Linked DNA regions of Sus scrofa: regions 1 and 2 are each linked to region 3. The links are chromatin contacts, called in public HiChIP or PLAC-seq maps. All regions are on one chromosome and are shown on one strand. Each heading gives the region's core, a stretch centred on a gene start, on an enhancer-like site or on the middle of the called end of the contact. The rest is flanking DNA. Distances are from core to core; before and after follow the strand shown.

Evidence for each region. HiChIP or PLAC-seq counts read pairs in DNA pulled down with a chosen protein or histone mark.
Region 1: a contact with region 3 is called in an H3K27ac HiChIP or PLAC-seq map of alveolar macrophages. The contact joins the promoter of SGF29 here to the promoter of SPNS1 in region 3. A contact is called at or near these places in 1 of 47 Hi-C or Micro-C datasets (liver) and 1 of 2 datasets of contacts at active chromatin or transcription factors (alveolar macrophages).
Region 2: a contact with region 3 is called in an H3K27ac HiChIP or PLAC-seq map of alveolar macrophages. The contact joins the promoter of XPO6 here to the promoter of SPNS1 in region 3. A contact is called at or near these places in 1 of 47 Hi-C or Micro-C datasets (heart right ventricle) and 1 of 2 datasets of contacts at active chromatin or transcription factors (alveolar macrophages).

The regions. Positions count from the first base shown.
Region 1 is chr3:18,386,616-18,389,783 of Sscrofa11.1, reverse strand. SGF29 (SAGA-associated factor 29) reads left to right here and starts at 1,854. Exons shown (of 11, transcript XM_021088034.1): 1 at 1,854-2,154.
Region 2 is chr3:18,770,486-18,773,756 of Sscrofa11.1, reverse strand. XPO6 (exportin-6) reads right to left here and starts at 1,699. Exons shown (of 24, transcript XM_003124525.6): 1 at 1,052-1,699. The coding sequence starts at 1,054.
Region 3 is chr3:18,628,346-18,631,386 of Sscrofa11.1, reverse strand. It overlaps SPNS1 (sphingolipid transporter 1 (putative)), which reads right to left and starts at 1,741. Exons shown (of 13, transcript NM_001243020.1): 1 at 1,126-1,741; 2 at 962-1,027. The coding sequence starts at 1,366.

The sequences.
Region 1 (3,168 bases), core at 605-3,104, 240 kb after region 3:
AAACCCAAAAAAACCCGCAAAAGAAGAAAAACGAAGAAAAACTGCAGACAGATGATTCTTTTGAGAAATTTGGATGTGAAGACAGAGCTATTTCTTACATATGGGCAACACTGTAAAATACGTAAAAGATTAGAGTTCCCCTTGTGGCTCAGTGGTTAAGGAACCCAACTAGGATTCATGAGGATGTGGGTTCAAGCCCTGGCCTCACTCAGTGGGTTAAGGATCTGGCATGCTGTGGCTGTGGCTGTGTCTGTGGCCGGCAACTGTTGCTCTGATTTTTTTTTTTTTTTTTTGGTCTTTTTGTCTTCTCAGGGCTGCACCTGTGGCATATGGAGGTTCCCAGGCTAGGGGTCGAATCGGAGCTACAGCTGCCGGCCTAATACACAGCCACAGCAACGCCAGATTGGAGGCGCGTCTGTGACCTACACCACAGCTCACGGCAACGCCAGATCCTTAACCCAGTGAGCGAGGCCAGGGATAGAGCCAGCAACCTCATGGTTCCTAGTCGGATTCATTTCCGCTGCGCCACGACAGGAGCTCCTGTTGCTCTGATTTGACCCCTAGCCTGGGAATTTCCACATGCCGTGGGTGCAGCCCTAAATAGCAAAAAAAAAAAAAAAAAAAAAAAAAAGAAAGAAAGAAAAAGAAAAAAGATTAATCCAGTGATACATGTTAACTGATACATAGTTATTGCAGGAAACTTCAGAAATTAAAGATAAATTCAAACAAACAAAAAAATTGAGCCCCAGGAGTTCCCTCTTGTTCAGTGGGTTAAGGATCCAGTGTTGTCACTGCTATGCCTCAGGTTACAGCTGTGGTGCAGGTTGGATCCCTGGCTGGGAAACTTCCACATGCCATGGCACAGACACCCCCGCCCCAAAACGAGCCCCAAATCTCCCTTGAGGAGAAAATAAAATTGACATTTGCCATTCAGGAGAAATAGCTTCTGAGACTTCATTTTTTTAAAAAATTTTATTTTATGGCTTCTCCCGCGGCACATGGATGTTCCCAGGCTAGGGGTCCAATTGGAGCTACAGCTGCTGACCTACACCACAGCCACAGCAACACAGGATCAGAGCCGCTACACCACAGCTCATGGCAATGCCTGACCCTTAACCCACTGAGCAAGGCCAGGGATCAAACCTGTGTCTTCACAGATGCTAGTCAGATTAATTTCAGCTGCGCCACTACGGGAACTCCTGAGACTTCAATAAACACGAAAATGCGAACTCCTTGCTTCTGTAAACCCCATAAAACGCAGGATATAGAACTGAGACTGGGTAGATGGTCATGCAACTTACTGAGAGACCACAGAAAGAAGAGTAAGTTTGATGGTAAAAAATGTTGCATTAAGTTTTGGGCTGAAATGGTTTGTGTTGAAGTCTAAGACTCTAATATGAATTTTAAAAAATAGAACGCTTATTATATACCAGCCACTATGGGTGTATATAGGTGAATAAAACAGTGGATCCTAACCTCCCTGAGCAGGCAAGTGTACCAAACAAACGTAAAATTTGGTATGGGTTATGTAAGAGATTACAAGATACTAGGATGTAAACCGTTGTGGTTAAACATTTGCTCACAATGACAATATGTTCCTGACAATACTCTCTAAAAGAATGATATCTGGGTTTACAGATCTGCTTATTTCTATTTATTTTTAACATTTTTTAAATGAACTTTAATTTTTGAAGCAGTTTTAGCTTTCCAGCAAAATTGAAGGAACAAGTACAGAGTTCTCATATGCCCACTGCTCCCCCTTCAATCAACAATCTGCTCGTTTAAAAATTTTTTTATTGTTTCATCGAGGTTTTGGTAATAGGAGTGGATACTGAAAACACGCTCTGGTTGGTTAAAACAAGGTTCAGCTGAAGAGGCGGAAACTCTGTGTCCAAGTAAAAACTACATTTCCCAAGGAGCAGCGCGGCACGGGAAGAGAGCGCACGCGTAGAGAGGAAGACAGCGCACGCGTAGAGAGGGTCTCGCGCTGCTCATAAAAGGGAAAAAGCGTGCGTGGTTCTTGAGCCGCCGCGAATCTTCGAACGTGAGCGCGTTGTTATCCGCAGACTCTGAAAGGCATTCGAGGGAAGACGCGCCTGCTCCCGCCGTCGCAGTTTCCAGCGCGACTTGCTTATTCCACCCGTGGTTCTGTAGGTGGGTATACGTCGTGGTCTGAGGCACTGCTTGGCTCCCCGCACCCCCGCTCGGAGAATGGCGGGAGCGGAGGGCCGGGGGGTCCCTGTTCTCGGGCGTCGCTGAGGCAGCTCTTGAGAGGCAGTGCGCACGCGCCCTGGACCGGGAGAGGCGGGGCGCTGGGAGGGAGGGCTGGCGCCGACCTTCTCTGGTAACTGACTGCGCCTGCGCTCGCCGGCTGGAAGAGGGTGGGAAGCCGCTGCACGTGGAGCTTGGCTCCGTGGCTGGGAGGGGTGGGTACGCACCCCAGGTGCGAGAGAACAAGGGCAGAGGATGGGGCCCGCACTTTGGCAGCTTTCATTATTTGCTGAAGGTGTGCTTAGTTTAACAACCTCATTCTTCATATTCCTCCAGGTGCTTTCTATTTCACTGCAGCCAAAACTTCATTCTCTACTCATTAGCCCCTTTTCTCCTTCAAACACACTCCAGTAAGGCCTTGGCTCTCACCCCTCCACTGAAATGGAAATGCGTGCTTCATTTGCTATGCGGAACATTCTCGTCTTCAGCTTCAGCTCTTTCTGGTTTCTCCTCTGCTGATTCTTGCTCTAACTTACCCTCAGTGGTTGGTTGTACTGCCCCACAGCCTCATCTTTGATCTCTTTTCTGTGCTGTTTCCTAGGCTTTAAATACTCTCTCTTTTTTTTTTTTTTTTGTCTTTTTGCCATTTCTTGGGCCGCTCCCGTGGCATATGGAGGTTCCCAGGCTAGCGGTCTAATCAGAGCTGTAGCCACCGGTCTACGCCAGAGCCACAGCAAACGTGGGATCCGAGCCGCGTCTTCGACCTACACCACAGCTCACGGCAACGCCGGATCCTTCACCCACTGAGCAAGGGCAGGGACTGAACCGGCAATTTCATGGTTCCTAGTCGGTTTTGTTAACCACTGAGCTACGGCGGGAGCTCCTAAATACCATCTCTTGTGTTTAACTCTCAAATTCTTGTCCTCAACTCATTGCTCTACCTGAAATTTTGAGTTT
Region 2 (3,271 bases), core at 450-2,949, 140 kb before region 3:
ACTCCACTGGGCCTGAAAATCTACATCACTGGAGATATCAATGCATCTCTTCTCTCTACGAAACCCCTAACATGACAGGGGTAACATGGGCAGTCTTAAGAACATCTCTGTAACTGGAGGTGCTCAAACACAGGGGAAGCGATCCACCACTTCCTATGGGCTTACTATGTACCAGAAACTGGGCCAGGTAAAAGTTCAATTTCATCTTTGAACTGAGTCTACTGCAGTAGACAGATAAGATTCAGAAACAATTACGGTAACAATAAGACAAGTGCTTAAAAATAAATATGACTACACAAATCTGAGGGAGTACAGAGAGCGCCTATGGGTCTGGAAAATGGGGGATGTTATCTCTTCAGAAGAAAGTAGCTTCTGAACTAGATCTGGAAGGATGAAGAGTTCTCCAGGCACTACCAGGCCAAAGGCCAGAGCAAGCTGCAGAAAGAAAAGCTGACTGGGTGTCAAAAGAATAGGGCAGTTCCTGACTTTGCTGAGATCTAGGTTAAGTGACCTCTGCAAACCACAAACCCTCACAGCTGTTCCATATATAAACCTACAGCAAGATCCCCTCCAGCCTGTGAAGGGGATCAGGAGCTCTGAAATCAGACTAAGGTGAAATATTGCCACTGTCACTTAAGAGTGACCTTGAACTGAGTACTTAGTTGCTCTGTGCCTCAGTCTCCCCACTTCAGAACACAGGGCCGCTGAGCTTGTTAAATACTTGTCAATTACTTAGCACAGCACCTGACGCACAGTAAGCCCTCAATAAATAAATGATAGCTACTGTCGCGAAGAGCTACAATATAAGAGAGGCAAACACCAGATGCAAGGGTTGTGCCTGCTCCGCGTCCAGGTTCCTCCCCGTCCTGAGCCATCCCTGGGGGGATGGGAGCTCACAGCCCTGCTGCAAACCCTGCACGCATGTGTCACTGCCGGGCTCGGCACGCGCCTCTCCCCGCCCCAGGGAGAAGCGATGGCTCAGCAGTCCCGAGCCCGCTCCCACCGCTCAGGCCCCGCACCCAGGGAGGGAAGGGGCTCAGATCCCACTTACCATGCTGGCCGGGGGAGGGGGCGGCTCAGGTGAGCTGGCTCTCGGGCTTCGGACACGTCCCGCTCGCACAGTTCAGGTCATGGTCCCGGCAGGCTCGGGAAGTCCCCCACCCATGCAAAGACAACCTCTACCCCACCCGGGCCCCGAAGGGACCCTCTAAAAAGAGTGCGGCCCCCCGGCCCGCCTCATCGGGGACCCCTGGAACAATTCATCCAGACCCACCCGCCCCTCCCCAAGGAAAGTGAAAAAAGCAGGAAATGGGGCTCGGAGGCCGACAAGAAGAGCAGCGGCTCGGGGCCCCCCCGCCTGGGCCCGACCCCCGAGGGGAGGCTCCGGGCCCAGGCAGGGGCTCCCCGGCCTCCGCGTTCAGAAGCGGCGGTGGGCCCGGCCCCGAGGCTGAAGGGGCGGAGGCTGAAGGGGCCTCGGCGGCGCAGCCCGGGCGGCCGGCTCAAGGGAAAGGCCCGGGGGCCAGCGCTATCCTTGACGCCTCAGCCCACACGGCCGCCACTGCCCCCGACCCCCGGAGCATCCCTGCGCGCGCGCCCTCCCCGGAGCTACCCTCTCGCGCCGCGCGGCAGCCCGCGACCAACAGCCCCAACGCGCCGGAAGTGGCGAGCGCCCGGCGCGGCCCCACGGCGCGGCCGCCGGGCTGCGGCGCTGGAACCGGACCAATCCGGAATCGAGCGGGCGGGGGGTGGGGGCGCGGGGCGGGGCCGCACCTGACGGCTCCCTCTGGCCCCGCCCCCGCCCGGCCCCGCCCCGCGCCCGCCGCTCTCAGCCTGTCCACGTGGGCCGGTGGCCATGTTGGTAAAGGGTGCCGGGCTGGCCATCTTAGTAAAGGGGCGGTTTCTCTTTCGTTTCCTGGGCTCATTCATTCTGCAAATCAGGAGACGCCTTCTGCGTGCCCCGCACAGGGCTGGAAGTCAGTGACACGCAGCCTCTGCCTTCGCGGAGCTTACAGTCCTGCTGAGGACCATGTGCTGCAGTGCGTGCTAGGGCTAGTGCACTACACAAGACTGTTGTGGTCGCTGCCTTTGAGGAGGCAGGTGAGGAGCAAGGAGAAAGCAAGTGAATAAAGGAATTGTAAGAAACGAGGAGTCCTGTGTTAGGAACACAACAAACACGTGGGGGCCGGAGATAGAAAATGGAAGGGAGGGCTGGAAATGTAAACTGAGGCCTGAAGGATAAAGTCAGTGATCACAGTCAAAGGAACAGCAGCTGCAGAGATTCTGAGAGGAAAAAGGTGTGAGTTCCTGTTCCCGTCTCAAACCCACTTGACTTGTAAAAGTGCTGGGTATTTGGGGGGTTTTTTTTGGGGGGGGTCGTTTTAGGGCCACACCCGCAGCATATGCAGGTTCCCAGGCTTGGGGTCTAATCAGAGCTGTAGCTGCCAGCCACAGCCATGCCACATCCCAGCAGCATCTGCCACCTACACCACAGCTCACGGCAACACCAGATCCTTTAACTCACTGAGTGAGGCCAGGGATCAAACCTCCGTCCTCACAGATGCTGGTCAGATTCGTTTCCACTGAACTGTGATGGAACTCCTGAAAGTGCTGATTTTAAGAAACAGCAGGAAACCATCCCAAGGAACAGGTGCTGCTAGGATATACCTACGCAGAGACTGGAGCAAGTCTGTAGAGTGGCTTTCAAACCCCAGCACGAAGCAGAATCACCTGGTGGGAGGGAGGAGGGCTGTTAACACACTAATTGCCAGTACCCACTCCCAGAGTTTCTAATTAGTAGGTCTGGGGTACTAATTTACATTTCTAACAAGTTCCCAGGTGATGCTAATGCTGCAGCTCCAGGAATCACCCCTGGAGAACTGCTGTTATCACTCATGGCCACAGAAAGCAACAGCTTTCACTTATTCTTTCATCAAATATTTACTGTTCCCTCCTAAGCGACAACCATTGTTGGAAGGATTCAGTGCTGAGCAAAACAGACACATTTGGGCCCTTAATAAAATAGACAAATTATTTTCAAAGTATGACAAAATAAGTAATCACTTATAATTGTGATAAGAGCATCAAAGAAAAATACAAGCCAGCGTTCCCGCTGAGGCGCAAGTGGATCAGTGGTGTCTTGGGAGTGCTGGGACTCAGGTTCAATCCCTGGCCACGCACAATAGGTTAGTCATCCAGCATTGCTGCAGCTTCGATGTAGATCGCGGTTGCTGCTCGGCTATCTGGCCTGGAAACTCCATATGCCGTGGGGCTG
Region 3 (3,041 bases), core at 492-2,991:
GGATACTAGTCAGATTCATTTCTACTGAGCCACAATGGGAGCTCCCCTAAACTCAACAACTTTTAAGAGCTTTGCAGACCTGGACCTATGATCTCATTTTCATTCCATGGAACGTTGGCTTAAATACCTCCAGTTCCTTAGCAGCCTGGAGGGCAGCAAAAAAAAAAAAAAAAAAAAAAAAAAAAAAAAAAAACACTGCAAAACCTGGTTTCCAACTCCTCTTCTGCCTTTTGTTGTGTGACCCCAGGCAAGTCTTAACTCTTCTCCTAGCCTCAGTTTCTTTATATAAATGCAGATAATACTACCTACTGCCTCTATAAAATAATAATAAGGATTCCTTGGCTGATAAAAGGATTAGAAGACAATGGGTGTAAAAGGTTTGGCCAAGTTCTTTGGATGTTATTAGCTCCAGGGCCTCCACCTGCTACCAGCACAGAAATGAAGGAGAGAAGGAAGGAAAAGAGACTTGGCCCTGGCTTTGGCCCTCCCACAAATCCCAAGTTCTGAACAAGTAAAACTCACCTCTCCCCTTTCCAGACACTCTGCTCCATTATTTACTGGGTGCCCAGCATTTTCCAACACTGTCCTATGCACTTCACCAGCACTATCTCATCTAACCCTCACATCGGTCCCAAGGGGTGAGCTGGGTTATTACGAACTCCATCTCACCCACAAGGAAAGTGAGGCTTAGAGAGATTGAGAGCCTTGCCAGCGATCACATTACGTGGAAAGCTGAGATTGAAACCCAGGTCTGACTTCACCGTGACAATGAACTGACTCCCTCTTTAATTCTCTGTAAATATGGCTCCTAACTCAACAGGACCGCCTCAGGGCAAAAATCACAGCCCTCTGGCCACGGTACCTCGCACAAATGACTCCCCAGGCATGCCAGGATGCAGCCCCAACTGGAGTAGACAAGATAAAAGATCTGCTGTGCCCCCAGGAGGGAACCTCCACTCACCGGTCTGAATGAGGCCGGAGCTACCGTCTCCGATGTCGAAGAACTGCTCGATGTCCGGAAGGACGCCTGGGAAGAAGAAGACTCAGGATGCGCTGGCCGAGGCCGCCCCACCTTCGGAAACCCGCTCCCTTCCCCTCTTCTAACTTTCTCCCTGAAGTCAGTACCAGCCACGGTGAAGCGGTCCATGTAGTTGAGGAGGTTGATATAGCACAGCACCGCCACTATGAGAGCCGAGCGGCCTGAAGACAAGCCCGTGATGCGCTGCAGTCCCTCCCGGTCCAGGACCTCGGGATCCTCGGACTTCGGGTTCCCCATGGGCCCCGGCAAGCCCGGGATGCCGGGCGCCGGTCCGTCATCCGTGTCATCCGCCTGGCTGAGGAAGGGCGTGGAGTCGGACCCGGACATGGTCCCGGGGGGTCGCGCCCGCCCGCGCTCCGGTCCCACTGACGATCCCTGCGTGGGGAGGAGGCTGGAGAAAGGAGGATGGAGGGGGAACCCAGGCAAAGCAGGTGCGCCGGGAGACCGGGAGGAGCTTGCCCCGAAGCCCAGAGCACCGGGGATGGAACCCGGGCTCTATCATGCGTCCCCGCCCCGGCAGACACACCGCGCGGAGGAGAAGAGTGGAACCCGGTGAGGTCGGGGACAGGAATGGGTTGAGGTTCGAGTCCCCTACTCCCCCAGCTGAGGCACCCTTCACCCCCGGTAGGAGCCCACTCGCGATCCCTCAGCCCCGGCTCTGCCCCACGGCCGCCGCCATGTTGCCTAAGAGCCGGTCATGTGACACCAGAGCTGGGCTGGGGGCGGTGAACGCCAAGGTGGGTCAGCCCCGACGCGACTACGGAGGCCGCGCGCGCCCCTGCGGCTTCTCAGCCGCTCTCGCATCACGTGACTGAGGGCGCAGCGGGAGCTCTCCACCCAGTTTTTCAGGCAGGACCGACAGACGACCTAAAGGAGTCTAGGTGACCTAGTGCGAGTCCCTGCCCGTCTGAATCTCGGCTTCCTTATCTGCAAGGCCTGCTTCTTATCGAACGAGATCAGATTAGATAATGGAATGTTAAAAGGGTCTGGAAATTGGAGTTCCCGTCCTGGCACAGCCAAAACGAATCCAACTAGGAACCATGCGGTTGCGGGTTCGATCCCTGGCCTTTCTCAGCGGGTTAAGGATCCGGCGTTGCCGTGAGCTGTGGTGTAAGTCGCAGACGCGGCTCGGATCCCGCGTTGCTGTGGCTCTGGTGTAGACCGGTGGCTACAGCTCACATTCGACCCCTGGGAACTCCATATGCAAGGAACAGTTCTTACGCTCTTACCTTCTGTGTCCGTTTGGGGCTTCATACATGCTCAGTGATGAATGAATGGTGAACAGCGGCTCCCAGTCCTGGCCTCTTGCCTGGCCCCGGTCAGCTCCCTCTAAACCCCTGAGCTTTCCCTGCAGGCGTTGAAGAAAGCCTCCCCAGAATTTATCCACCGCGTGTGGAGTCGGTTTTTCCCTCACCTCTAACGGGACCGAAGCCCTTGCGCCTTCTAATGGTCTCTCTTGGAACAGTCAGGGGCTCAGGAGGCCAAGCTGCAGACTGGGCTCAAAGACTACAGAGCCTTGGCACCAAAACAGCTTGGTTGCTTGGCACCTCCCTGCCCCAATCACCAAGCTACAGCTGATAAACATACACTCTAAGTAAAATTAGTGAAGTTCTATGCAAATACAACTTCAAGATCCCTCTTCCAACCAGACCTCTAAGCCCCTCTGCTGAAATTCTAGTCTCCTAAGATCTTGAGGCCCCCAAGAGGCCTTACCTGAAACCTGAGTCCCGGACCTACTTGGTATTGCCCCAGGAGGTACTTCATGTTTCAGAACATTAAGCCTAGTCTGCCATGTGGGCCTAAAAGAAAGAGATGGAGAGGGATTTCAGATTGTATTCACTGAATTTCCTCAGTACTGTTGAGCGTGTACTCTATGCCTGGCATTGTATCCGGTGTCAGGCAAATGCAGATTTATCTGGAGCTTATCTGAAGGGGACAGCTATCCATACACATGTAAAATTGCACCTGTCAAATGAAAAGGCAAACCACAGACTGGAAGGAA